4 separate regions of the Mus musculus genome follow, and regions 1, 2 and 4 are each linked to region 3. Evidence: chromatin contacts called from public HiChIP or PLAC-seq and Micro-C data. All regions are on one chromosome and are shown on one strand. The core of a region is the stretch at or near the end of the contact, and the rest is flanking DNA. Distances in the headings are between cores, read along the strand shown.

The links. Hi-C and Micro-C count contacts between places; a contact is called where the count stands out from the background. HiChIP or PLAC-seq counts read pairs in DNA pulled down with a chosen protein or histone mark.
Region 1: a contact with region 3 is called in a Micro-C map of granulosa cells, with 2.9 times the contacts expected there. The contact joins the enhancer-like site here to the promoter of Dact1 in region 3. A contact is called at or near these places in 6 of 39 promoter capture datasets (the 3T3-L1 cell line, the HPC-7 cell line, cranial neural crest and 3 more), 7 of 484 Hi-C or Micro-C datasets (cerebellar granule neurons, cerebellum, cerebral cortex and 4 more), 11 of 115 datasets of contacts at active chromatin or transcription factors (bone marrow-derived macrophages, cardiomyocytes, craniofacial prominence and 8 more) and 2 of 9 other capture datasets (embryonic stem cells and pancreatic islet).
Region 2: an H3K4me3 HiChIP or PLAC-seq map of embryonic basal ganglia shows a contact between it and region 3, with 8 times the contacts expected there. The contact joins the enhancer-like site here to the promoter of Dact1 in region 3. A contact is called at or near these places in 16 of 39 promoter capture datasets (the 3T3-L1 cell line, 3T3-L1-derived adipocytes, the C10 cell line and 11 more), 1 of 15 datasets of contacts at CTCF or cohesin (the NIH/3T3 cell line), 25 of 484 Hi-C or Micro-C datasets (the BV-2 cell line, the C2C12 cell line, the P5424 cell line and 12 more), 14 of 115 datasets of contacts at active chromatin or transcription factors (bone marrow-derived macrophages, craniofacial prominence, embryonic basal ganglia and 8 more) and 3 of 9 other capture datasets (adipose tissue, liver and pancreatic islet).
Region 4: an H3K4me3 HiChIP or PLAC-seq map of embryonic basal ganglia shows a contact between it and region 3, with 4 times the contacts expected there. The contact joins the enhancer-like site here to the promoter of Dact1 in region 3. A contact is called at or near these places in 6 of 39 promoter capture datasets (the HPC-7 cell line, cranial neural crest, embryonic stem cells and 3 more), 2 of 484 Hi-C or Micro-C datasets (bone marrow-derived macrophages and uterus), 14 of 115 datasets of contacts at active chromatin or transcription factors (craniofacial prominence, embryonic basal ganglia, embryonic forebrain and 7 more) and 4 of 9 other capture datasets (adipose tissue, embryonic stem cells, liver and 1 more).

Annotation. Positions count from the first base shown.
Region 1 is chr12:71,637,966-71,644,272 of GRCm38.p6, reverse strand. All of the region lies in intron 2 of 9630002D21Rik (a long non-coding RNA gene), which reads right to left. Among named protein-coding and RNA genes, the nearest start is that of Gm46356, 11 kb to the right of the region's middle. Within about 2 kb of position 4,087, at least 8 of the 459 cell types and tissues checked have an H3K27ac peak or open chromatin away from gene starts, as enhancers often do. A contact at or near this core is called in granulosa cells, where this site is marked.
Region 2 is chr12:71,724,048-71,729,856 of GRCm38.p6, reverse strand. No RefSeq gene overlaps it. Among named protein-coding and RNA genes, the nearest start is that of Gm46356, 97 kb to the right of the region's middle. Within about 2 kb of position 4,371, at least 19 of the 459 cell types and tissues checked have an H3K27ac peak or open chromatin away from gene starts, as enhancers often do. A contact at or near this core is called in trophoblast stem cells and uterus, where this site is marked.
Region 3 is chr12:71,306,708-71,313,199 of GRCm38.p6, reverse strand. It overlaps Dact1 (dishevelled-binding antagonist of beta-catenin 1), which reads right to left and starts at 3,316. Exons shown (of 4, transcript NM_021532.4): 1 at 2,893-3,316; 2 at 382-514. The coding sequence starts at 3,216. It also overlaps a transcript of 2700049A03Rik not described here.
Region 4 is chr12:71,595,738-71,602,043 of GRCm38.p6, reverse strand. The region is part of intron 2 of 9630002D21Rik (a long non-coding RNA gene); the gene reads right to left. Among named protein-coding and RNA genes, the nearest start is that of 9630002D21Rik, 21 kb to the right of the region's middle. Within about 2 kb of position 1,698, at least 6 of the 459 cell types and tissues checked have an H3K27ac peak or open chromatin away from gene starts, as enhancers often do. A contact at or near this core is called in adipose tissue and embryonic basal ganglia, where this site is marked.

The sequences.
Region 1 (6,307 bases), core at 2,838-5,337, 330 kb before region 3:
TGACAACTTTCCTGAATGCATTAATTGTAATAACTCCGTGATAGCTCTTTATGGTTTTTTTCTCTATAATGTTATATCATTTGCAAACAGGGACAATTTAACTTCTTCCTTTCTACTATTGAATTAAGATTTTTGCAGTTGTTTTTCACCTAATTTAAGGGGTTTGGATGCTAAGCCAGTGAGTATGGGTCTGAGTCTGAATCTGTGAAGGCACAGACATGGATACTAAACCTGCACAGACATGGATACTAAGCCTGATGGTAAGGCAGGTATTTGGGGAAGGTTTAGTGTTTGCATCTGCTGGGATGGGCCTGAAGTCTGGTGCTATGGAAGCTAGCCCGGAATGAAGTGGGCCTTCAGTTTGAGGCTGCAGATGCTGATCTGAGCTCCAGCTCTCTAGAAGTGGACCTGGTGTCTCAGTCTATAGCACTGCGATCGACTGCATCAAGTCTGGACTTTAGGTCCACTGGAACAAGGCTGAAACAGTAAACATGTGTTTTCTGGAGTATGGATTTTTCAGGAAGCATCCGGGAGAATGGAGCTAGCTACACAGACTCAGGAACCTGGGAAGGTTTTAGTTTATATCTGTCAGAACTGGTCCAATGCCTGAGACCAATGGTCTGTACCACTAGTGTGGGGAAAAGTACAAAGCCCGAGGCTTTCTGCTCTAGCCTGGTTTGAGCTCATTCAAAACCAGAATCAGACCTGTCTTCTGGGACTGTCTTCTGCCCTGTACGAAGGAATACTTTCAATAGCCGGTTGGCCCATATCTTACAAATTCAATTTGTAGAGAGACAAGGTTGTATTTTCAACTACTAAATGAATCGGCTCCTTCCAGGTGGTCATCCCATGCTGGTAAATGAAGGCCACACATGGCAGGCCTCAGCAGATTCTCCTGCAAGGATCTGTCCTCGGGCAGCCTGCAGAAGCAGAGTTTCCCAGGTTAGAGTTTCCTGGAGCAATTGAAGATGCAGTACGGACTGTGGACTCTCTTAGTTGAGGTATTTCTGCTGGCTGTCCTTCACTTAATACTCTGCATTTAAATCAGACCACCTAAATGGAAGAGAAACGTTTCCAGCCGCCATCAGTACAGTTGAAAATACAGAGCCAAAAACGAACAGGCCAAAACATAGTTGCTATTTATATTATCTGCTTCCTGGTGGTGTTACATGTGCATAAATACAAAAGTCCTGAAGAAAGGAACAGAAAGCCAGAATGAACATCTGGAAGACATACTCTGAGTCTGCAGTCCATTCGCCTTCCAGTTTCACCCCAGTTCTTTGCACCAGCCAGCCAACCACTTCCCATCCTACGGCACAGCATATACCTAAGGGCCATTACCATCTCTGCAACTGAGAGTGAGATTGTGGGAAGAGACACAAGTTGAGCAAGGGGTAGCCGATCCATTCGGGGGTGAGGGAAAACCTGAGTGTGTATTTTAATGACTCTGAGAATAAAAGCCTTTTCTTTCTCCTCTTATTTTTTTTTAAACTTCTGACCATCAAGGAATGCTCAGAAATGCTTTTGTAATTACATCCCATCATTTCTTGGTACTCTAGAGTATATAGAAAATGACAAAATAATGTCCTACTGTGAAAAACTGAGATGGGAAAACCTTCTGTTCACAGGACCTCTCTGGAATGTCTGTGATTGCAATCACAGATGCAGCTGAAACATCGGAGGATGCTCTGCTGCCTTCCCCCAGCTCAAAGTCACACTTGCTGAATCTACCTTTATAGCCTAGAACAGCCGTCTGCTATCCAAACGGACCTTAAATGGTCACTAAGCAACCAGGAACCTCCCAGATTCACAGCAATTAGAGGCATTTTCATGGTCTTGACAGATGGTTCTAACTCCCTTTCCTCTGCCGAGATTCAATGGGATCAGGAAAATAAGCAGCGGTGGGAATAACCTGAAGTGTTCAGTGGACGGCACCTCAGAGACAAAATGAGTCCGGATGGCTCTCGAAAGCGAGGTGCATCTGTCTTGAAAGAGCAACTTGTGAATTTTCAATGGTTAGAATTAACTCGGGGAATAAGATGCATAATCATAGAGCATGCACCTGTGAACAAAAGCCATCCCAAGAAACCCCAAACCGTCAGGTGGAGAGACACACTGACCCCATCTGTTTGTGGTGTACCATCATTGTGCAACTAGGTAAGGCCTGCCTTTTTTTTGTTTTAAAAAATATATATATATTTTTTTTTTGTTTCACTCCTGACTTCCACTTCCACTCCCTACATTGTAGTGACTTTCTGCAGCATGCTTGGCACGCGTCTTTAAAAACCACACCATGCTCATAAACACTGTACGCATGCCAATTTACACAACATTGTGGTGTGAATACCATTATTGGAAGAACATCATACGTTCGAGCCCTGATCTCACTCTGTGTGCACCAAGTGCATTGCTTGTAATGGCTGTGTTACAGTCCACTGTGCGTGGCTGCCTTTTTCTCTCACTCCTCAGTACAGGCATCAGTCTGATCTCAGTGGATGATATTTCCATCCACACAACACATTGCAGGGCTGTTGCTTCCCTCTCATCCCTGTGGTAGCTTCTGGATCAAGTGAAAGTCAAGGTCTTGGCAGTCTTTCAAGTAAGTCTTGAACTTTGCTATGGAACAGTTGTTCTTGGAAAGTGAAAACGATATACATTAAACTTGATTAGCAAATGTAAGACAGAGCTACCCACAACCTCCATGGTCAACCTGTGAGGCACTGTTCATGTAAAATTGGACTTGGCCAGGAAGAACATTGAGGGATGCTCTTACCTCAGTATTCCTCCAGGCTAAGGAGATTTCTGTAAGGGAAGCGCCATGACCCTGAATTGCACAGTTTGATCATTTAGGGTGAAAGCTGAAGGGGAGGTGAATATTTTTGAAAGGATGCTACTATTCTATCCCTGTGTATCTGAAGTCTAACTTTAGGCCTATGGAGGCTCAAGGCTTGACCTGAGTTAAGAGAAGAGGAGGATGGACGGGTCATAGCAGGAAAGGTGCAGCTCAAGACCTTTGCTCCCCCAATACCGAAATCTGAAAGAGACATCTTCCCAGGACAATGGCCATGATAGGATTGACAAGCTGGGATTTCGTATAAATCTAAATCAAGATCTGGGCCATGTTTCCCATGCTTGGTTGTTGCCATGCTGTTCTTCAGCGTGAGATTAAAACTTTATAGTTTAATATGAGCAAAATGTGGGCATTAGATCAGTCCATAGACATCGGGTATAGGCAAAAAGCGGGACAGGCACGAGAGCAAAGGCGGAACAGTTGGTTTCTTCTCTCAAAGCAGGTACAAAGTAGGGACCTATTCCTTATTGTGGTGTGATCAAAAGAAACACTCGGTTTCTGTCCTAAGTCCTTTGGGATCTCTGGAGTACCTTTTGTATTATGAAGAGGCTAGCTCTGAGGCTCCAATAGCCTCGGGATGGAGGCGGTACCAGAAACATCAGACCATGGTCAGAATCTTAAACGTAGGCCCTACTCCCCAAATCCGGCAAAAGGCAAAAGGCTAGAAACGGGGTCAATCACCCACAGCCAGGGGTGTAAGAGATTGTGTGCCTCCACAAGACCCCCTCGGCACAATTCACAGAATGTGAGCCCACAGGCGTACTGGATTGAGGCTCCCATGGAGAGAGCATAGCAACTTGGTGCTCCCCTCCCACCCATCTCCATATCCTGCCCTGTGTAATTTGCCCCATGCTTCTCTATCGAGAAAGTCGCTCTCTGAGGTTTGTGAATCATTCCAGCAGTTGTTAGTCGAGGTCATGGGAACCCCCAGATCCCGGCAGTCTGGTCCACAAGTGGAAAGCTGACCCTCTGAGGGGTGTCTAAAAGGGAGAGCACTGGGTGGACTGAGCCATGCAGAGTCACGCACGGATGGCTGGAAGTTATCAACCGAGTTAACACCCAGGGCACCCAGTTGGTGTCCAGAGAACTGCAGAACTGATTGTCGCTGGGGTGAAAGTCAATGCATTTAGAAGTGATTTTTGAGCAAAACCAGCTCATCCTCCTGTGTTTAGCAGCTCCTCCTGGGGCTGCACGCCAGCTATCCCTTGCTTCACCCACTCTTATCTCCAGGAAATACTGTCTTTGTTTTGTCTTTCCCAGGCACGAGCCAGCCGCTAGAGTAATGTGGCCTGCAGCTTCACGGTGTCAGGGTCTCAACACTTCCAAATAAAGCTCCCCTTGGACCTCTTCCATCAAACGCTCTTTTGGAACTGAAAACGTTTCCATGGAAATGAATAAAGTGTGAGGATAAATTATTACATTCATAGTTTTGTTTCGTGCAAACAATACATAGCCATAATCATATAGACTCAAAAAGAAAAAAAAAACCCACCTATAGACAAATAGGTTCTTAAAATAACATTTAGCATTCTTTTTTTTTTAATTAGAGTAAAATATGCATAACATAAATTTACTATTTTGGACGTTTTTAAGTGAACAGCTTAGTGGACTTAAGTGCACCATGCACTTAAGTATTGTTCTGGGCTGGCGATATGGAGAGACAGAGAGACAGAGACACGGAGACATGGAGAGAGATGGAGACACGGCCCAGGAGAAAAGAGCTGGGTGTTGGTTTGTTCTCAGTTTGTTCTCATTCTCAGGTTGGAACTCTTGACAGCCTAGCGTTCTCCAGGAACAGTCAATGAACTTCATTTTGGAAGGGCGTTGCTTTAAGTATCTCCTTTACTCCTTGACAACACTGTAGCTGCCTGTAACAGATTTGGATTCCCATCACCCCTGATTCTCCTTTATTTCCCTCCGCGGCCCCTGCTCTCCATTCGTCTTCCCTAGTCTCCTACCTGACTTCATGCTCCTCACACACGTGATCGTGCATGCGGGATAATCTGCCGGGCAGGATTAATTTACCAGTAGTCACACCACTGAAGAGAATTGGCTCTCCTCCCCCAGCAGCTACTTCCTGCCTAAAACTACCCAGGCAGGTGGTTCCAGATAGTTTTTTGCCATTGAATTTCCTTTAGATAAAATCCTGGAAAATGTACTCATGAAGCATTGATTAGCCAATTCCTACAGTGTTTCAGGCACTGAAGTAAAAAGATAGTATATTTAAATGGTTTTAGGGAATAGAATAGACAGACAGACAGACAGACAGACAGATGATAGATGGATAGATAAAACATATGATAATAGACTTGGGAAATTAATATCCTGAAATGCTAACAACTGGGAAATCTAGGTAAATGGCAAGAAGGTCTTTGTGTAATATTTATACCTTTTCTGTAAGTACAAAATTAATTTCAAGATTCTTCAAAAGAACAATACAATAAAGGAGCCAATGAGATGGCTTTGTGAGTGAAGTCACTTTCTGTGCAGATGACTGAACCCCCATAATCCTCTGATTTCCATATGTGTACCCTGGCATACACATTAACCTCCACCACATACACACACATGCGCGCGCGCGCACACACACACACACACATACATACAGATTTTAAACTCATAAAAAGGATTAAAAAGCAAATTATAAATTATCACAGATCCCTTAGAAAGTCATGTTATGAAAACGTCTTCCAACCTTATATTTTAAGAAATAATTCCCCTCTACCTTAATGGAGACAGTGTTCTACAGTCAGGTGAATTTGGAAAACCAATACCACGTACTTTTCTTACACAGTCCTGTGTGCTCAAGGAGCTGATGAATCTGAGAAGCAACAAGAAGGCAGATGAAACTGAGTTACTAGAAAGGCTCCCAATGTGTTTGTCATGGCCATGCTTTCTTCTCCCGGAAACAACTATCAACACAGAGATTTCAGACGGGACACTGAGATAAGGAACATTATCTCAGCCTGCGTGCATTGAAACTCCCTGGAAAAGAGCAAGCATCTTGCAATGCGTGCGCCACTGAGTTTGCAGATATTGTTCTAGCCGATCTTCAGATAGCCTTTGTGTGAGTGTAAACATATGGCCCTTTTGTAATTAGAAACTCCTAGTTTCTTAATGTGGTCTTTATTGACTCTCGTGCTGAGATAAATAGTTTGTATTTATGCAACTGCTTGGGACTAATTGCTGAGTTTTGAGGGTGACCTTATGTTAAGCTCTAGTGAGTTCAATTAAGTGAACCTCGTAGAATAAAACAACGGATCAACTCAGCTGTCTATTGTTAATCGGTAGACCTTGAGAGACCTGCTATAAAAGGAGGTTATTGGCTTTTCCCCAAACTTGAGAGATCATCTAGAAATCTCTCTCAATGGCTCTGCAACTATCTCAAATTTCTCCCAGAGCTGAAGATGGCTTTACACACAACATCAGATGTTTCTTAACATTAATTAGGAAATC
Region 2 (5,809 bases), core at 3,122-5,621, 420 kb before region 3:
ATTTTCTCGAATGGAATTAAAATGAAAACACAGCATACCAAAATCTATGGAGCACAATGAAGATTGTCCCAAGAGGAAAGTTTATTGTGCTCTGTCTACATTTAAGTTTTTGAGAAAGAGAGAGAGAGAGAGAGAGAGAGAGAGAGAGAGAGAGAGAGAATGAATTAATAACTTATTAATGCACCTGAAGGCTTTGGGAAAAGAAAAACAAGGAACAACCAAAACAGTAGTTGAAAAGAGGCAATAAAAATCACAGAGGAAATTAATGAAATGGAAATGAAATATAAAAGAAGGGATTAATGAAATGAAGAGTTGGTTCTTTGAATTTGAAAAGATTAACAAAACTGACAAACTTTCAGTCAGATTAACCAAAAGAAAGAGAGAAAAGACCCTCTTAGTGAAATTAAAGATGAAAGAGAGACATCACAACAGACACTAAGGAAGTTCAGAGAATCATAAAGGCATACTTTAAAAATCTATATTCTGCTACATTGAAACCTTTAAAGAAATAAATTTCTTAACACATATGACCTATCAAAACTGAGTCAAGATGAAATAAATAATGTAAACAGAACCACACCATCCAATGGGTCATTCTCCTGGATTAACATAGACACGAAAGTTCTCAATAAAGCTCTTGCAAACTGACTCTGAGGGTCCTTCAGGGGACTGGCTGCAAAGAGCTCAGTGGTTAAGCAACCTGATGCTTTTTACCGAGGACCAAGACCTGGTTCCCACCATCACATTGGGTGGCCTATAACTGTCTAATCTCCAGTTCCCATAGTTCCATCTCTCCTCCATTTTTAAACCTCCTACACATAGAGCACATACATACTCAAGCCCACACACATACACATAAAAAAAAAAACAAATTTTTTAACATGAACATAGCAAAAAGACTCTCCACCATAATCAAGTTAGTTTCATCCCAGAGATGCATGTATAGCTCAGTATATAAAAATCAATACATATAATCCATCTTATAAATAGACTTGAAGACAGATGATAATCTCATTAGATACAGACGATATCTTAAAAAAAATTTAACAGCCCTTCAGGATAAAAACAAGTTGGTGCATCTCTCAACTTCATCAAAGAAGCTTGTTTTTACCATAGATAGTGATTAACACAGAACCCACAACTGGTCAGTGTGTAGAATAAGAGACTGTGTAGTCCTTGCCTCTAAATAGGACATCTGTATTATATTCCCTTCCCACAAGGGCCAGGAATCCTTGTAAAAGAGGGGGTGGAGAGGCCAAGAGAGATATGGGCAATGAAACAGTATTCTCCATACACAGCGGTGCCATAACATCTATGAACTCACAGTAGCTGTGTGTGTATTCACAAACCTGCACAGGATGCAGCAAGCCAGAATTCCAGCACTGGTGGGGGAGGGGCTTACAAAGTCCCATCCTAGCTGAGGAGCTATTGGCCATTGATGAGTTCTGGGGAGGGAGCTTCAGTTCCCTTCTGAAACGTGTCTCCTGAGAGATTACCCATGCTCTGGTAGATGGTCCTGCACCTGATCACATACAGATAGCACTAAGTTTTCACAGTGTGTGTGTGTGTGTGTGTGTGTGTGTGTGTGTGTGTGTTTTAAAATCAAAGAGCACATGAAGTTGGGAGGGAAAAGAGGAGGCAGGAAGATAGGGAAGAAATTGGAGGGGACGGAATGGGTGGTAGATTTGTATGAAATTCTCAAACAATTTTTAAAAAACCCTTACATACATCTTGTCTTAAAATGATACCAAAATTGCTCAAATGTAAAAACAAAATAGCTCCAATATAACCTTACTAGGAAAAATCATATGCCATAGTAACAAGCATTATGACTGTGCATATTTCTTTCTTTTCCCTTTTGTGTCCCAAATTCATCCTCACAGGTTAGAATTCTCCAAGACGCTGGGTAATCTGAACACAGGAAGCCATACAATGAAAAGAGCTGTGAGACTCACTCAAAATGTCCTGGACTTTGCACTTAATATAACTGTATGGGAATTCAGGAGAGTGTTCGATAGGAAAAAGGAAGGAATTATTGCATAGTGCTTGCTAAGTCAAGGGCTATTGTGTGATTATGAGACAGTCTGTAAAAGATAACATTCACTTTCTCCAATATCAATTCTATTTTTAATTTATTCTTTTGCTTTATTTACATATATTTATTCTTCTCTCATACAATACATCCCAACTATAGCCTCCCCTCTCTCACCTCCTCCTAAGCCACTTATCTCCCATTTTTCCCAGATCCACTGTCTTTCTGTTTCCCTAAGAAGGGCCTCCGGTGATATCAACAGAACTTGGCATAGCAATATGCAATAAGACGAGGCATATTCCCTCATATCAAGGCTAGATGTAGGAGGAAATAAATTCCACAGGCAGGCAAAAGAGTGAAGACACAGCCCCACTCCCATTGTTAGGAGTCCAACAAAAATCTCAAGCTGAAGAACCGCCACCAGCTTGAAGTTTTACCAGATCTTGAAGAAAAGGGAACCTTCTGTGTCCAGATGTGGTTCTGAGACTAAGTCCGGCTCGAAGGGGCATTGCTGTGTGCAACTTTAACGGGTTGCTTTTACGTCCCTTTATTCTTTTACCTTTATTTTTTATTTTTTTGAAATTAAAATATGATTACATTCTTTTCACCCTTCTTGTCCTTCCCTCCAACCTTTTCCACCTACCCTTTGTGCTCTCTCTATCTCTCTCACATTTATAAACTTTATTTCTTTTATTATATATATATACATATATATAAAATATTTATTTTGTAGGATAAATATTTGTGTATATGATTTCAGATCTGACCATTTGGTACTGGGTTACCGGTTGGAGGATTACACCTCTCAGCCTTCCTCAGTTGCCTGTAGTTGAGGCTCCATGAGATTTCTCTATAATTTTTAAAGTTTTTATATGTATGTGTTCTTCCTGCATCTCTGTTTGTGTACCAAGTGCAAGCCTACGCCCTTGGGGGATCAGAAGAGGGTATTGATTGTATCCCTTAGAGCTGGAGTTACACATGGTTGTGAGCCTCCCGAGGTGGGTGATAGGAGCTGAACTCAGGTCCTCTAGAAAAGCAGCATGTGTTCTTACCCACTGAGACTTCTCTTGAGTCCCTAGACTTGTCTTTCAAGTGTAAGAAGTGTGTCTGACACCATATTTTTCCTACCTGACTTCAACTGAGGGTGAGATGCTGAGTTGCTATGGACCATGGGAATGAATAAAGCGTTTGAGAGATGGTGCAAAACCAAGATTGGTGCCTGAGTCCTTTCAAACCTTAAGAATCAAGTCTCCTAAACCCTCACATCCTGCTTATTCCAGACTGACATGCAAGAGCAAAATACACCTCTCCCTAACTATTCAAAGCACTGTTATTGTGGACAGCTGAAAACAAACACCAATTCACATGTGTAAGATTGTATCTTAATGTAGCTTGGCAAGCCATGAGCCTACAAATGCACAGGAATTAAATTATTTTTCCTATAAATTCATGATGAGAAACAATTGTATTATTTTTAAAACTTTATTATTGTGTATTAAATGGATTATTCCCAAACTGAGAAATGTTATATGTATTTATATGGATTTCAAGAAAGCCCTTTATACATGTTCTTTTGTTTCCACCCTGCTATAAAAGCAATGCTTCTCAAGCACTTTAACTGATGGCTTGCAACATTGTTTTTTCCAAACAGAAACATTTCACTTTCAAAATGAAGAGACTGTCAAATGCCATTTAAGAGCCCCAAATGGTTTACATCAAATCTACACATTTGGAGTTGAGAGTTCTTTTAGCATGCTGAAGAAATAAGTTTGAAAACCAAACAGCATGAATGCACAAATGCTAAATATAAGTTCTTAGAAACAATAGCACATAAAAAAGCTTGACTCTCTCCCCATTTAAATTCCAAAATTTAAAATCAACCTTTTCTGTCTTCTTTTGTACAAACAGCCACAGTGCCAATTGCAGGCGTGACGCAGCTGTTTGGCATCAGGCTGGGCCAGTTTCGCTCCTTTGCTTAAGAACTTTGGCTGATCTCTCAGGCTCCGCTGGAGTCCCCACAGCTTTTCAGCTAAGATCCTTAAACAAAGGGCTTTGTTGCTTTTGTTACCAAAAAACCATAAAACAAAAAAGTAAAAGTGAGAAAGCCACTGAATTCTGCTTAAACTGTTGCCTCTAATCTCAGGATTGCCACAGAAATGAACAACCAAAAGTATCATTGACTCAACAATACTTATTTTTAAGGATCTATATCCTTGTACGCTGAGGTATGAAAGGGTGTGTTCTGGAATCCCTCACCTCCACACACACAAAGAGGTAGAAAAATCTGGACAGTGATTCAGACTGGAGACTGGCTTGCCTGGGGGCCACGTGGAGAGAAGAAGGTCGTCAGTCAACCAGGAAGAGGGTCATCAAAGTGAAGTTATGTGTCAAGGACTGTATCCTCACTCCATGGAGATCAAATTCCCACTTAAAGCAGCATTTCTAACCTCCGATCTGCCCGTGACGCTGAGCTGGCACTGCTAGACAGGCACTGGGGTCTCAGGAACTCAGAAATTAGGCATTATTTATTATACAAATATGACCCCAATTCCTAGCCAGGGTCATACAGAAGTGTTTGTAGCTCATTTCATACTGTATTCAGATTACATTTCATCTTAGCCATCACATCCATCTTTTCTTTCTTTGAAACCATATCTAGCTGTTCTGGTCTAAGACCTGGGTTAGACAAACCGCAGGGGGTCTTCTGACCTGAAGGTATCTTTAAAAGCCTCTTATCTTGGTGATAAGTGTTCTGCCTTGCTTTCATTCTGTCAGACGCCATCAATAAAGGTCAAGACTAATTCTACTTGCTAGTGCAGGTAATTGTAATGGGAACACAACTGCATGCTCTTCTCTTTTACATAGCCACAAGCTTTCCAAGTCATACTGGGTAACCAATCAATACCTAGTTGATTAACACATAAGCTGCCCTTATCTGAGAGCTTGTTTGGAGGTTCTAGTGAGGGAGTGAAGCAATTCATATTCATATTCCCTTGCCCAAAGTCTGGTCCTCCCTCTATTCACGAAAAGTCATCCTCTTCAGCCCAGCATGAAGCCTTGGAAGGTAGACACACGCAGTGGTAAGGGAGGAAGGGGACAACGGCCTAGCCATTCCGATCAGCTCAATCAATCCTGGCAATCAATGGTGTCACATCCAGATCACCTTCACATCCTGTTCTCTAGATCCGTTTGGAAAACAATGAGCTTGTTCCAGCTCCAAAGCTAAGAGTGTCATCAGAGAGCACCTGACCCCAGTGAGAGCTCTCCTGCTTACCTGACATCCTCACCAATGTGTTTGTCTTGGTTATCCAGTGTGGTACCCCAAGTATGATCTGTTTTCTTCAGGAGACTCACTGAGATCAATGTTAGACACTAGAAAAGGTCCTTTGTGTCTCCTCAGGTGGCTGTTGTGGGCCTCTACAAGATGAAGAATTGAATAGACAAGAGCTAAAACCAGATGACTCTTTAATCCCATGAGTCCATCTGTTTTGGATCCTAGAAATAAGCCTTCTTAGTGTCATGGAACACAAAACAACATTGGACCCCTACATGCACCAATGTGATGGAACTGTGAACTGAAGTCCTGGAAAAGGCACACCCATGTTGAAGAATCTGCAGTCTGATTGGCTGATCAGAACTCCTCAATTGTGGAGAGTTGAAATGTTAATCAAGAGCCAAAACTATCTTAGGCTACTTTTAGTTCCCTTAATAACTATCACCTACCTCCATTTCTGGCCTATCATCCTTATTAACTTAGCTTCTACTAAACCAAAAGAT
Region 3 (6,492 bases), core at 2,067-4,566:
CGGGAGTGGACTCAAGGCCAGCCTGGGCTACAAAAACAAAAACCACTCAAGTAAATAGTAAGTATAAGAAAAAAGAAACTTAAGGAGCCAAATGGCTTAAAAGAAGGGGAAACTGCAGCCATCTCAGGAAGCTGAAGTGTGACTAATTTTCTAGACCAGATCTGATTTCTCAGGTTTCAAAGGAGGTCTGTTTGTGCTTTCAGAAATCTCAATGGAAGTCTGTAGTTTTAAAACTCAAGGATCACTGGGCAGCTCAACCCCATTATTGAAAATCTTATAGGGTTGAGTTTACTTCCCCCTCCAAGCAAATGAATGGCAGGCTACTGTTCAGTTGTTTTCACACTGGAAACAAACGCTAGATCCACTCGCTGGCTCCCTCACCTGAGCTAGGCCGGCTGTCTGTCTCCAGGTGCTCTTCAGATGTCTTCTCCACATCCAGTCTCAGGTCACTTATCTGCTTGTCAAGTTCTTGCAACTGATTCAACAAACCGGCATCTCTTCTCCTCAAACAATTCTGATTAGAGAGAAGCATGAAAATAAAATTAAATTAAATTATATTAAATTAAATTAAATAAATAAGCAAGCACATAGTGATAAAACCTGAAAGTCCCCCATGGAAGCCACTCCTCTGAGTGTCCCCAAGCCCTTTTAGATCAAAATGCTACTGCATAATCAGAAGGTGAGGCATGGCCTCTATCTTTAGATCTTTCTCAAATTTTTTTTGGTAATATAAACTTTGTTCATTAAAAATAATAACAGGGCTATAGCATGGCTCATGGGTAAAGATGCTTGCTGTCCAGGCCTGGTCATCTGAATTCAGTCCCCTGAACCCAGGACAGAAGGAGAGAAACAGCTCCTGGAATTGGTCCTCAGACCTCCACAAGAACGATGTGCCACACCGATGCACTCATTTGCATACACCAAACACACAATAAATTTTGGATATATATGTGGCTGAGTTGTAGTTCCTTGGTAGAGATCTTGGCTATTGTGCCTGTGTTCGATACCTGGTACTGCAAGGATGGAAAAGATTTGTTTTTAGCTTTCACTAATCTATACAAACTGACTTTTTATAGGTCTGGGCAAGGAATTTGCATAGACTTCGAATCATCTGGTGTGCAGCCAGTTTAAAGAAAGTCCTTCACAGTGGGCTCTTGAAGTCAAAGCAACAGATTTTCTACATTACACTCGAATCTTTCTTAGGTGAGGTTTTCTGGCCAAATGTCATGGCCTACAGAATTTTGTTTTCTATTAGTTGCTTAGTGGGGCTTAATCAGTCTTAAGGCCTTTGAAAGCGAGAAATTAATACTAATAGCCAGCGCCAAGTATAATGTGAGCTGGCAGAATCCAAAACCCTCCAGGGAAAGCCCGTCAAGATTTGAACTCAGCTTGGGTTTCCCAAGGTGACAGACTGGTTGTGCTAACTCACACTGCCATCTAGTGCTCCCCACTGCTGGAAAAGCAAAAGAACTCGAAAGGCATCTGGTTTAAATCAAGAATGCCAAGTCTACAAATGAAAATAGTACCATAAACATTGACTGGAGTGGAATTCTCCTGACACACTGCCTTGCTCCCCTGAAGCGGACAATAGGAATGCGCTGCTCTCTCGATCTTGAGATTCAGGAAGACAAAAAAAAAAAAAAAAAGGTGCTATTGTACAAGACAATACCGAAATGTAAACGACCAGTCACAACCAGAAAGAACTGGCTCAAATTCACGTACATACAATTCTGTTCTTCTACCAAAGAAACAGTAAAAATGCCAAAACAGAGCTATTGCACAAACCACAGCACACATCCTTACAAAATAGATACGTGGTCCTTGCTCACGACCTATGACTTCTGAAAGCTTAGAGACGTAAGCCATATGCTTGTGTGCCAAAAATTGAATTTCATCAGAAAAAAATGAATTAAATAAAAGCACTTTGATGCTCTGTAACTACACAAAAAATCTAGAAAACCGTAATACAAGAAAACACGTGACAACCCACAACATCACTTTCAGGGGGCCATTATATAGCTTAAGTAGTCTAATACAACACGCTGGGATAATAATCTTTTTGCTGTTTCCAAAACTACATTTTGAGGTCACTGAAACAAAGCTGCCGCCATTATTTTGAGGCAGCATCAAAAGCTGTTCTCAACACATGAAGGTCCAAAGTTCTTTTTCTTCCTTGCTAATGAAGACTGCACAGAACGACTGAGACAGTGACAGAAATCCAATAAGATAAATACTCCCAGCGAGCAGGTTCTCTCTTCTCCCACCTCCACCACCAAGCACAGCTGGCGGACCGGATAAAAGAGGAGGGGGCAGGGTCTCCGGCCAAATTGCCAGTATTTGCATCTAGTTTTAGCTGCCTTATACAAAGGACTTCTATTTAAAACTAAGCACCAGCCCAGGCAAAAGAGACTTGCAGGAGAGAAAGCACCGGGTAGGGCACGGCTCCCAGCAGGAGCTTCGCCGTAACCGTAAAACTCAATGTTGGACAGTTAGGCAAGCAACAAGCCTCTTCCTCGCTTTTGTGCGCACCCCCCCCCCTCCTTCCCGGGGAGGGATAACCAGGGAGACCATAAGGTGAAATGGCATTTTAAGTGGGGGTTGCAAACCTCGGAGGAAGGGGGCATGCAGTAGCCTAACTTTAAGGCTGGAACCAAGGGACTCCAAGAATTCCAAATGCAGGATAGATGAGCAGCCACCCCTCCCCGCAATCCGCCAGCTCCTCAGGTGACACAAAGCAGGCATCCGCCAGCAACGCGTGGAAGTCATGGGCAGCGGGCATCCGAGACACCACGGGCTCAGGGAAAATCGAGGTGGGGGTCACGTCGCGGCCAGGGATCCCACAGCCAGAGGCCATCAGCCCACCCTCCAGACAGGCCACCGGCCACCACCTACCAACTGCCTTCGCAGCAGCAAGATGTTCTCTTCCAGGAACTTCTCCTCCAGGCGGCTGCGCTGCGCCGCGTCTCCCCGCAGCTCCCCGGAGCGCGGCGCGACGGTCCCCACGGTCCCGGAGCAGCGCAGCGCACCGCGCACCAGCAGCTCTTGGCGTTGCCGCAGGTACCCCAGCTCCGCCAGCCCCGCCAGCGTGGCCTCCTGGCGCTCGCGGGTACGCTGCCGCTCCGTGTCCGCCTCGCCCCTCTCGCGCCAGCGCCCCTCGGCCTCCGCGCCCCGGCCGGGGCTCAGCGGCTCCGGCTCGCGCGCTGCGTCCGGCTTCATGACCCCCCGAGGCCCCGCCAGCCCGGGAGCAGCAGCACACGCTAGGGCCCCGGCCGCGAGCTCATGCCGCCCGCACTCGCATCCCGCGCTGCTCCCGTCTGCCGCCCCGCAGCTGATAACGCCCCGGCCACGCTACGTCACTCCCGGCCCCGACACCCCGCCTGCTCGCCCGCCCGCCCGCCGCCGCCTCCGCCGGCTCGCGGCGATCAGCTCCTGTCAGGCGCCGGGGCCGCCTGCGCCCCGCCCCGGCCCCGCCCCGGCTCCGCGCCCCCTTTTTCGGTCCTGCGGCACCGCGGTCCCCTCGGCGCCGATTGGCTCGGCTCCATCTCCGGCAGCGGTGGCGGGTGAGGGCCGAGCATCTTGTTACAGCCAGCCCCGAGGGCCGGTCCGCGGGCGCCGTGGCTTTGGGCTCCCGGGACAACTTTCTGAAACTTAACCCCTTCCTCACGTGTCCACGCTCCAAGTCCTCTCCCTTGGCTCTGGGTTTCTTCATCCCAAGCTAATGTCCACTCGGTACTCAGAACACCACTTCTGTAGACTTGGGTTTGGAGGTCGCCTTTGTTTTAAACTCTATTTTGTAACTGGAAGGAAAAAAAAAAAACAAGCAAGGACGTTGTTCTAAAACTCTTTTTGTTTGTTTCAGCTTTTAATCGGAGCTTTGCTGAAGAAGGCCTTTCAAGTCTTACAGAAGGATGCTGTTGTGAGGCCAGCGTTCGCATCAATTCCTATAAAAGCCCAGACTTTATGAGGGGTGGCGTGTGAGCACCTATTGTTTTGTTTTGTTTTGTTTTTTACCGTTCCTTAGCTTCTGTTCACTAGAGCCCTGACTCCGAATCCAGACTGTCTGAATCTGATTCCACGAATAGCAAGTTAAGTGCCCTCCTTGTGCCTCCGTTTACCCAATAGTAAAATGGAGCTAACAGACCAGTCTATTCTAAGAATTACAGTGGCAAACGACGTATAATACATATGCGGTGGTCCAGCACATAAATCTTTAAATAGTTATCTCTCTCCGGGAGGCAGAGGTGGCACATGCTTTTAGTCCCAGCACTTAGTAGGCAGAGGCAGGCAGATCTCAGGGTCGAGGACAGAGAGAGAGAGAACGATATTGTGCTCATGGGGTTTCTTCCCCGACCCCAGGGGAACTTATTTTAGAATTCCCCTAAAATACCATTCAGGATTTGACCTTGTGTCCTTGGGATGCCACTCAGTGGGTATTTCATTGGCTCGGGGATCTATCTGGAAACGCCATTAGCTGGCTTATGGGAGCTGCACCTCATGCCTTGAATCCTAGAACCTCAGAAATTAAATTTAGGGAGTCACAATTTGAGATCATTAAGACAAAGTGTTCTATGAAGGAACACATTTCAGGTCATGACTTCAGAATTTTACACCTTTGCCCAGCTGCTCACTTCAGCAAGGAATTCTCTCTCTTTTTACTCTCTATGTGGTCTAATCTTCCAAGATCAATTTGTTCATGCCCTATGCCCCATACCCGCCCCCCTGCCCCCACTGGTTAACTGCATGAGTGCCTGGTCTTTCTCACACACTATTGTCTGGTTCTCTTTCTGGGCACACACAATCTGTGTGCTTAGGTGTTCCTTGTGTATCTTCTCTCCAGCTACGTCATAAAAGCTCCCTGAAGGCAGGAACTGTTTTAATACCCTCATAGTACCGGTGCTCTCGCTAGGTGCAAGGCCTAGAAGCATGCCACTAATAATTACCAGAGGACACTCCGGAGGATGCAGGATAGTTAGAAATTGTTCTTCTATTAGCATACTTTTAAACGCAATAGTTCCCACTTAATCTCTACAACAAATAGAATTAAGTTGACCTTTATCAAGAAGACGCAAACAAAAGCAAGCACTTCCTTGCCTCACACTCACACCCGTTATCCCCCCCCCCAGCTACACAAGCACCCCCACCCCCTCACCCCCCACCCTGCCTCCTACCTCCCACAGACATAAAATGGAAGACAGCCTTGATTCGTAATTAGCATGATGTAAAAATGGAATCATATTCAGGTGTTCCCAGATGTACAAAGCTTACGGGACACACATTCTTTATGCCTACTGTGTGTCAAACACTACACAAGAGCTAAATTTGCTTCCTAGTTTCAGGAAGACAAATTTAGAATAATGTCCTGCCTTACATGACACAGGCCACTCTCCCAAGTCCTCTGCCATTGTTCCAATCTACTCATTTCTAAACAGACCTCTTGCTTTCCTAGTTCTGAATTAGGTTCCTTCTGGCTGGGTGGACCCTGTTATTGTGGCCTGTGCTATGTCACACATTGACAACTATATTTATATAGTCGAAGGGGTGGGAGAAGCTGAAACGTGTTTTTACACACTGCTAATAAATCTTGTTACAGCTGACAGACATGTCGCTGTGTCTCCAAACTTCTCCTCTACCTTCCCACCTCCCCCCAACACACACACACCCTGCCCTCCCCCGCCCCCAACCAAATGCCCCTTTAGGCTGGCCTGTTAGTCCAAAGCAAGCCATTTGTCATAGCAGCTTGTTCATCTCCGTGAGAAAGCATTCACAACAAGTTTAAATATTAAAACTAATGTATGCAAAGGGTTCCAAAATGGGGGGCGGGGGTTTATGCTTTCCAAAGTATCCATTACACATTAATAAGTAATGCCGTTCATTCAGATGCCAATTAAAACAAACTTCGGCTGTCAAATGAAGTTCGAAGCAAGGAGCTCAATGCTGTAATTGTTTTTCCAGGAAAATTCCCAATGTCATCAGATTAAGTGTGACTGGCCTGGTTGCCCCTGTTCTCTGCTAAACCCAACAGACAAATACTTTCTAGTTGAGTTTGCTGGATTTTCTTGATTCTTGAAGTCTGTGTTTTCTTTGTAGGTAACGAGGAGGCTGTTGCCAGTAATCACCCAAGGTCCCCTTCCATTACGAACAGGGTCTCACTTTGTGCTGTGATCTTGATTTTTCTCCCTTTCTTTTAAGCAGCCACGGGAGCTTCTTCCTCTAATAGTGCAACTTATTTCTCTCCTTTCAAGTGGTGTTCAGCGCTAGTTTGGTCTTTCCCTCTTACTCTTCTCAGGAACCATGGGAGTGTGGCTTTAAAGACAGAATGGACCTGTTGCCTTGTGAATGCTACAAGCAAGAAAGCATGGGGGTTAAACACACCGCAACTGTGTAACATATGCTTAAAGATGGTTTCTAAGCAGTGCCAGAAAGGGCCCTTGCATCTCAGTATGAAGCTCCACCCTTGGACAGAACAATTCCAAAGAGCATCTGCATCAAAGT
Region 4 (6,306 bases), core at 449-2,948, 290 kb before region 3:
GATGAAATCCGCTGTTTCTAATGCTGGATTCCCTAAGGAGGGAAGATGGTGGTGCCTTGAATCTGGCTATCATTTCTGACCCAACTAGGGTAGATCATAGTCCAGGCGTGGCTTTCTGGCATCTGTCTTTGTTTTCAGAGAATGGGTAATGCTATGGAATGAGAAGGCACCTCTAAAAGCATCACTGTAGATACATGCAGTTCCAGGCCAGTTATTCTTTACCTGCACAATTTCTTAAGGCAGAATGTGACGATGTATCAAGGAACAGTAATTGAAAGACATTTTTTACCAAATTGGGCGTTAGTTTTATAAAGAAGGAATAGTCACAAATTTGTATTTCTTTCAGTCAAACCATGCACGTTTTAGTCCCAGGATACTTCTGAGTATGGAAGGACTATTTCTACACCTGCCCCACAGCTGGGTCTCAGGACTGCCTGCATGCTCCCAGCATGCTCTGGGATTAGTTTCCATACCAACCAGTGTAAGAGTGTTCCCACCCCATCTATCCAGTCAGGGAAAGGCACTAATAGAATAGGTACATACGAGGGAGAGCCAGAGCCAGGCTGAATGGCTGTAGTCAGTTATTATAGAGCAGCTTATTCTCTATAGTGTTGTTCTGTGACAAGAGAATGGGAAGTGGAGTGCAGACTGCTTTTTGCTAAGAGCTCGGGGCTCATTCACATATCTTACCACATTATCTCGCCGGCATCCTTCAGTCGCACTTTGCAGACTGGGAAACAAAGGCTTGGGGTAACAGAATGGTAGCCTATGTACAGGGTAGGAGCCTCTAACACCAGATTAGGATTCCAGTGGCTTGCCTCTAAAATTTGCATTTCCTGACACTTCGGCTTTAACTCTTATCTTCATGCTTTTATTAACTGAAACATGGTGGAGAAAGTTACAAAAAAAGGGGGAAAAAAGCACAAAGAACAAGAAGCGGGAAAGCAAGTATATACATTGAACTTGAGGGTTTGTTTTGTTTTGTTTTTTGTTGTTGTTGGTTTTTTGTTTTTTTTTTTAAATCTCACCTAATTTTTTTTCTAGGTGAAAAAAGCAAATTCAGCTTTGGGATAACAGAAATTTAGTCCACTGGCGTGAAACATATTTGTGACTCAAGGAAATAATAATGTGGTATTCAGAAAGTCGTGACTGACAGGCAGAAGGCGGGAAGCCCTGGCAGGTGTGTCCTGATGAAAATGAGCTAAAATGTCAGCTTGCTTTTTAACCTGTCTGGAAGATTCTGCCTTTGGCCTCAGCCTCCGCAGACAGAGAAAACTATGAACTGACCCCAGCGACGGACAAAAATGTATCTCAGGAGACAGAGACCAAGGGCTTGCGAAACACGGCCAAAAGGCTGATGCTGCAGATCACGAGATTTTTCTCATTACATCACTCCATGTAGGGGTGGGGGGGGACGAGACACCATGGACAATGAATGCAGAAATGCCAGAGTCACTTTATGTCCTTGATAGCCTCCTAAAGTTAAACCAATTATTTCAAGTCAACAGCCAGTGACATGCTAGTGCCAGGTGCGTTCTGAACCCAGAGCCTGGGTGCACAGAATCCTCTTCTGAACTTGTGCCTTGGAATTTTGTTGATCTGCCCCATTTACTCAGCATGACGTCCTATGTTCAGAATCTTCTTTGCAGAATAGAATATTGACTTAGGCCTGAGGAAACTCTTGGCCCTTCTCCTGAGGACCACCCTGTGGTTTGTAATTCCTGTTTGCCTGGGTAACACAGACAATATACCTAATATGTAATGCAGGCAACACCTAATATGTAATTAGGCAATGTAATATACATAATACATTTCCAATACAGCTCATCCCAAGGGAGGACAGATCTGAAGCCAGGCTTAAGAGGGCCAGCTGGTAGCTTATGGTGAATATTAGTCTGCTAGTAGCACTTTTCCTGCTGGCGGCAGGCAAGGGCCTTTTCCTGACTTCCAAAACTCCTGTCTATATCAGTACTCAATGTCAACCTTGTCGGAGTATTGAGAGGAGACATTAACAAATACCCATTCAGCTTGATACAGCATGGAGGATAAATACAAAAATATAATGTATACAAGTGAATGAACCCATGAGTTTGCAATAGGAGTGTGGGTCAAGGGCTATTTACAGCACCACAGGTCACTCAAAGGTAACTGTGTCACTAAGAAGCTAACCCCAGCATAGGTGAGCACTCATTAAAGCTGGATTCCTAAGAGCTTCCTGCACAATTTATAGGCAGCTTGGTCAGTGAGAGTCTCCTCTCCATATAATTGCTACTATTCACATAGCCGTAGGGAGGGAACTTGTGAATCTTGTGACTTCAGGGAGCTTCCTAGGCCTTGTTTCATTTGCTTCCTACACCTTGTTAAGTTTCATTTACTTCCTGGGCCTTGTTAAGTTTCATTCACTTCCTGGGCCTTGTTTGTTGCACTTATCACTTATGAGCTCTCCTCCTCCCTTCAGGAGGGAATGTTTCCATTTAGAGGAAAGAGCTACAGAATAGGACTAACTGTCCTCATATAACTTTAGTCTTACACTCTTGACTTCTAATGTTCTCTGGATGTCCGTCTCCATGTGGGACATGCAAGCCTGTTCCTTCACAGTCAGAGAGGCTGCATAAGGGGTGGGGAGAGGAAGAACAGAAACTGGTCACACTGGGGCTTCAACAGGGTTTCATCAGACGTCTGCAATTAAATGGTTTCTAGAAGTACATGGTAAGGGTCTTTCTGCATAGAGTGGATAAATAATTGGATAATTAATTAGAAACAGTGAACTTCAGGAGCATATTTAAGAAGGGTATACACCCTTCAACATTCTTCAACATTGAGTATATTATAAAAACAATTTGGAAAGCACACTTGAACATAATGAAGCCGGAATTCAAACTAATTTTCCTCAGCTTATTAGAATCACGTGTGAGCTAGCCCTTCACAAACTCAGAATGCTACTTCATGAAGTAAAACAATTAAGTGACAGCGCGATTTAAAACACTAGTAGTAAATCTCTACCACGAGCCAACGTCAGGCTGATCTATGCCATTTTACAAGGTGCGAAAGCACAATCTATATGAGACTTCAAACAGCAAGCAAGGCATTTAAAGGATTCTGAAGATCTGTGATTCGTTGCTGCTTTTGGCGCATTGCTAGGAGCACGGGTAATCTTTTTATTATACCCCTGCCTTGTACAGTCTTTAGCAGGCTGCTCTCCATTTATCTGGCATAAACACAGGTCCTCTCCGTGCACTGAAATGATAAACTAGCTGTTACAAAGAGCTGGCTTACCAGACAGAGCGTTCCGACATAGCTAGCACAGTGATTTTTCTGTGGCTTAACATATTTTCAAGAGCAATTCAGCTGCATGCTCATCTCCAACATAAAATTCCTTTCACCAGCTATAAGAAAAAAAATTAATGAAGGAGACAATTGCTTCTGTGGAAGTCCTCATACAAACCTCCCAGGGGGCTATCCCCTTCCCAGCATGCTTTATGGAGTTGCCCAACCTGGCTGCACTAAATCCAAAAATGTATGTTTCTCTGAGCACAATTGCTGATATTGGAAATGTCCCAAGAGTGTTCAATACAAGAATGTATCAAAGCATTAAGATGATCAACCAATTTTCCCTGGCAGAGCACCCAGATACATTAAGATCCTCTCCTCCTGCATTAGCCCAGGTCCCTCCAAAGTCCAAATTGCTATTTCTGGACACTCAATCCTATCCCCAGTCAGTCATTCTCAACCTGTGGGCCATAGCCCCTTTGGTATGAAACAACCCTTGCACAGGAGTCACATATCAGATATCCCGCATCAAAGCATTAAGCATTAGTTATATTGCAATTCATAACTGTAGCAAAATTACATTTATGAAGAAGCAACAGAAATAATTTTATGGGTGTGGCTCACCACAACATGAAGAACTTTATTAAAGGGTCAGAGAATTAGGAAGGTTAAGAACCGCTGTCCTAGAAGCACCCCCACACACAGACCACCCTCTCAATGTGAATCAACAACTGCATTTTGTTGATCTAAGTAAAGGAACATCCAGGCAGTCAAAGGGGCAGATCTGATCTTACAGGATCCCAGGATGCTTACCTATGGAAGACCAGGGAGCATAACACCTCCACTACTGTAGTGGAACTTTCTAGACCTGCCAGCAGTATAAATAATGGCATAGAAGGGTTTTAATATTTTAAAACTTAGACCTTTTAGCTAGGGCAGACTCCCAGCTACCCTAGACTTATCCTGATTAATCCAGGCACTTCTTGCTGCCATGTGGCTAGCTCTGCTCCACTCTGGTCCATCCATTCACCTCTGTGTCTACTGGCACAATCTTTTGCAATTCATTTCTTCTCCTAGCATCTCTCTCTCTCTCTCTCTCTCTCTCTCTCTCTCTCTCTCTCTCTCTCTCTCTCTTTCTCTCTCTCCAGAAGTTCCATCCTCTGCTTCCTGTCCAGCTATTGGCCATCAGCTCTTTATTACAGCCAATCAGATACAATTCTAAATCACCTCTAGGCTAGGGAGGAAGAATGTATATTTACAAAATCTGAGACCAGTGATGGGCCACAGAAATAGCAATACCAAGATCCTGCCAGCATTTGGCTCTCTGTGAGAACAGAATTAACAATGGGATATACAGAGATACACCTTCACACGATGTACCCCAACACATGACCCCACTGCTCTACTCAGAATCAGGCCTGAACCAAGAAAGGAAAAGTTAAGCAAGAAGACTTCGGAGGACCCTGTCACCTCAGCAGATTCCAGTGAGGACTTTGCCACCTTTACTGAATCCATGTCTAGTTGCAGACAGGTCCCCACACACTACTATCTGTGTAAATCTCTACTATGAAGGCTAAAGGTAAAGACAATGAAAATTAAATCTATAGCAAGTTGTTAAGAAATATATAATATGAAATATAAAAATATTTCATTGTAATATAAAAAACATAAATGGGGCATAAATGTATAACTTGTATACAATAGGTGCTATGCAGTTAAAAGAGTAGATTGTGAGTGTAGGGATGGCTTTTGTAAGTCTCATAATAACCATAACACAAAATACAGCAGGAGTGTGAGCTATAGAGAGAGGGGATTCATAGTTTAGCATGCAGAGAGTGATCACATCACAAAGGGGAGGAAAGGAACAAGGGAGCTACAAAAACAACCAGAAAGCAAACAAGAAATTGGCACGTAAGATTTACCTATTAAAATAACCTTGGATTAAACTTTCTCATCAAAAGACTGAGATGGCCTAAAAGGTGTAAAAAATGCAATACAAAAAATAACAATAAGAGATCACTTAAAGTTTAAGGACACACACACAAGATGGTGGGGTTTGCTGAAAAGGAGGTTGAATAAGGGTCTCAAGAGGATGGAACAATTGGCTAGGTGTGTTCACATAACACTGAAGCACCAGAAGGCATGAGCAAAATAACAAGCACAAAGAGGGTTAAGTAGACAGGAGGACAGTAACTGTGGGGAAACTTCAACAGCGGGCTTACAACCACTCAGAACGCTAAGAAGGAAATGCTGGGCTTGAAGAGTATTGTTAACCAAAGGGCTGATGGATGAATGGAAGTTTCCATCAACAGCTGAATATGTACTCCTGCCCAATGTTCATAGGATTTATCTCTAGGGTAGACTATATGTTAGGTCACACAAATCTTATCAAATTTAAGAAGACTGAAAAATATCTAATATTATTTCAGACTACAAGAATATGGATCTAGGAATACAAAACTGGTACACGTTTATAAAATTGGCATATGAAAATAAAATTGCGCTTGGTCCGAGACCCGCCGAACTTAGGAAATTAGTCTGAACAGGTGAGAGGGTGCGCCAGAGAACCTGACAGCTTCTGGAACAGGCAGAAGCACAGAGGCGCTGAGGCAGCACCCTGTGTGGGCCGGGAACAGCCGGCCACCTTCCGGACCGGAGGACAGGTGCCCGCCCGGCTGGGGAGGCGGCCTGGGCCACAGCAGCAGCGGTCGCCATCTTGTTCCGGGACCCGCCGATCTTAGGAAATTAGTCTGAACAGGTGAGAGGGTGCGCCAGAGAACCTGACAGCTTCTGGAACAGGCGGAAGCACAGAGGCGCTGAGGCAGCACCCTTTGTGGGCCGGGGACAGCCGGCCACCGTCCGGACCGGAGGACAGGTGCCCGCCCGGCTGGGGAGGCGGCCTAAGCCACAGCAGCAGCGGTCGCCATCTTGGTCCGAGACCCGCCGAACTTAGGAAATTAGTCTGAACAGGTGAGAGGGTGCGCCAGAGAACCTGACAGCTTCTGGAACAGGCAGAAGCACAGAGGCGCTGAGGCA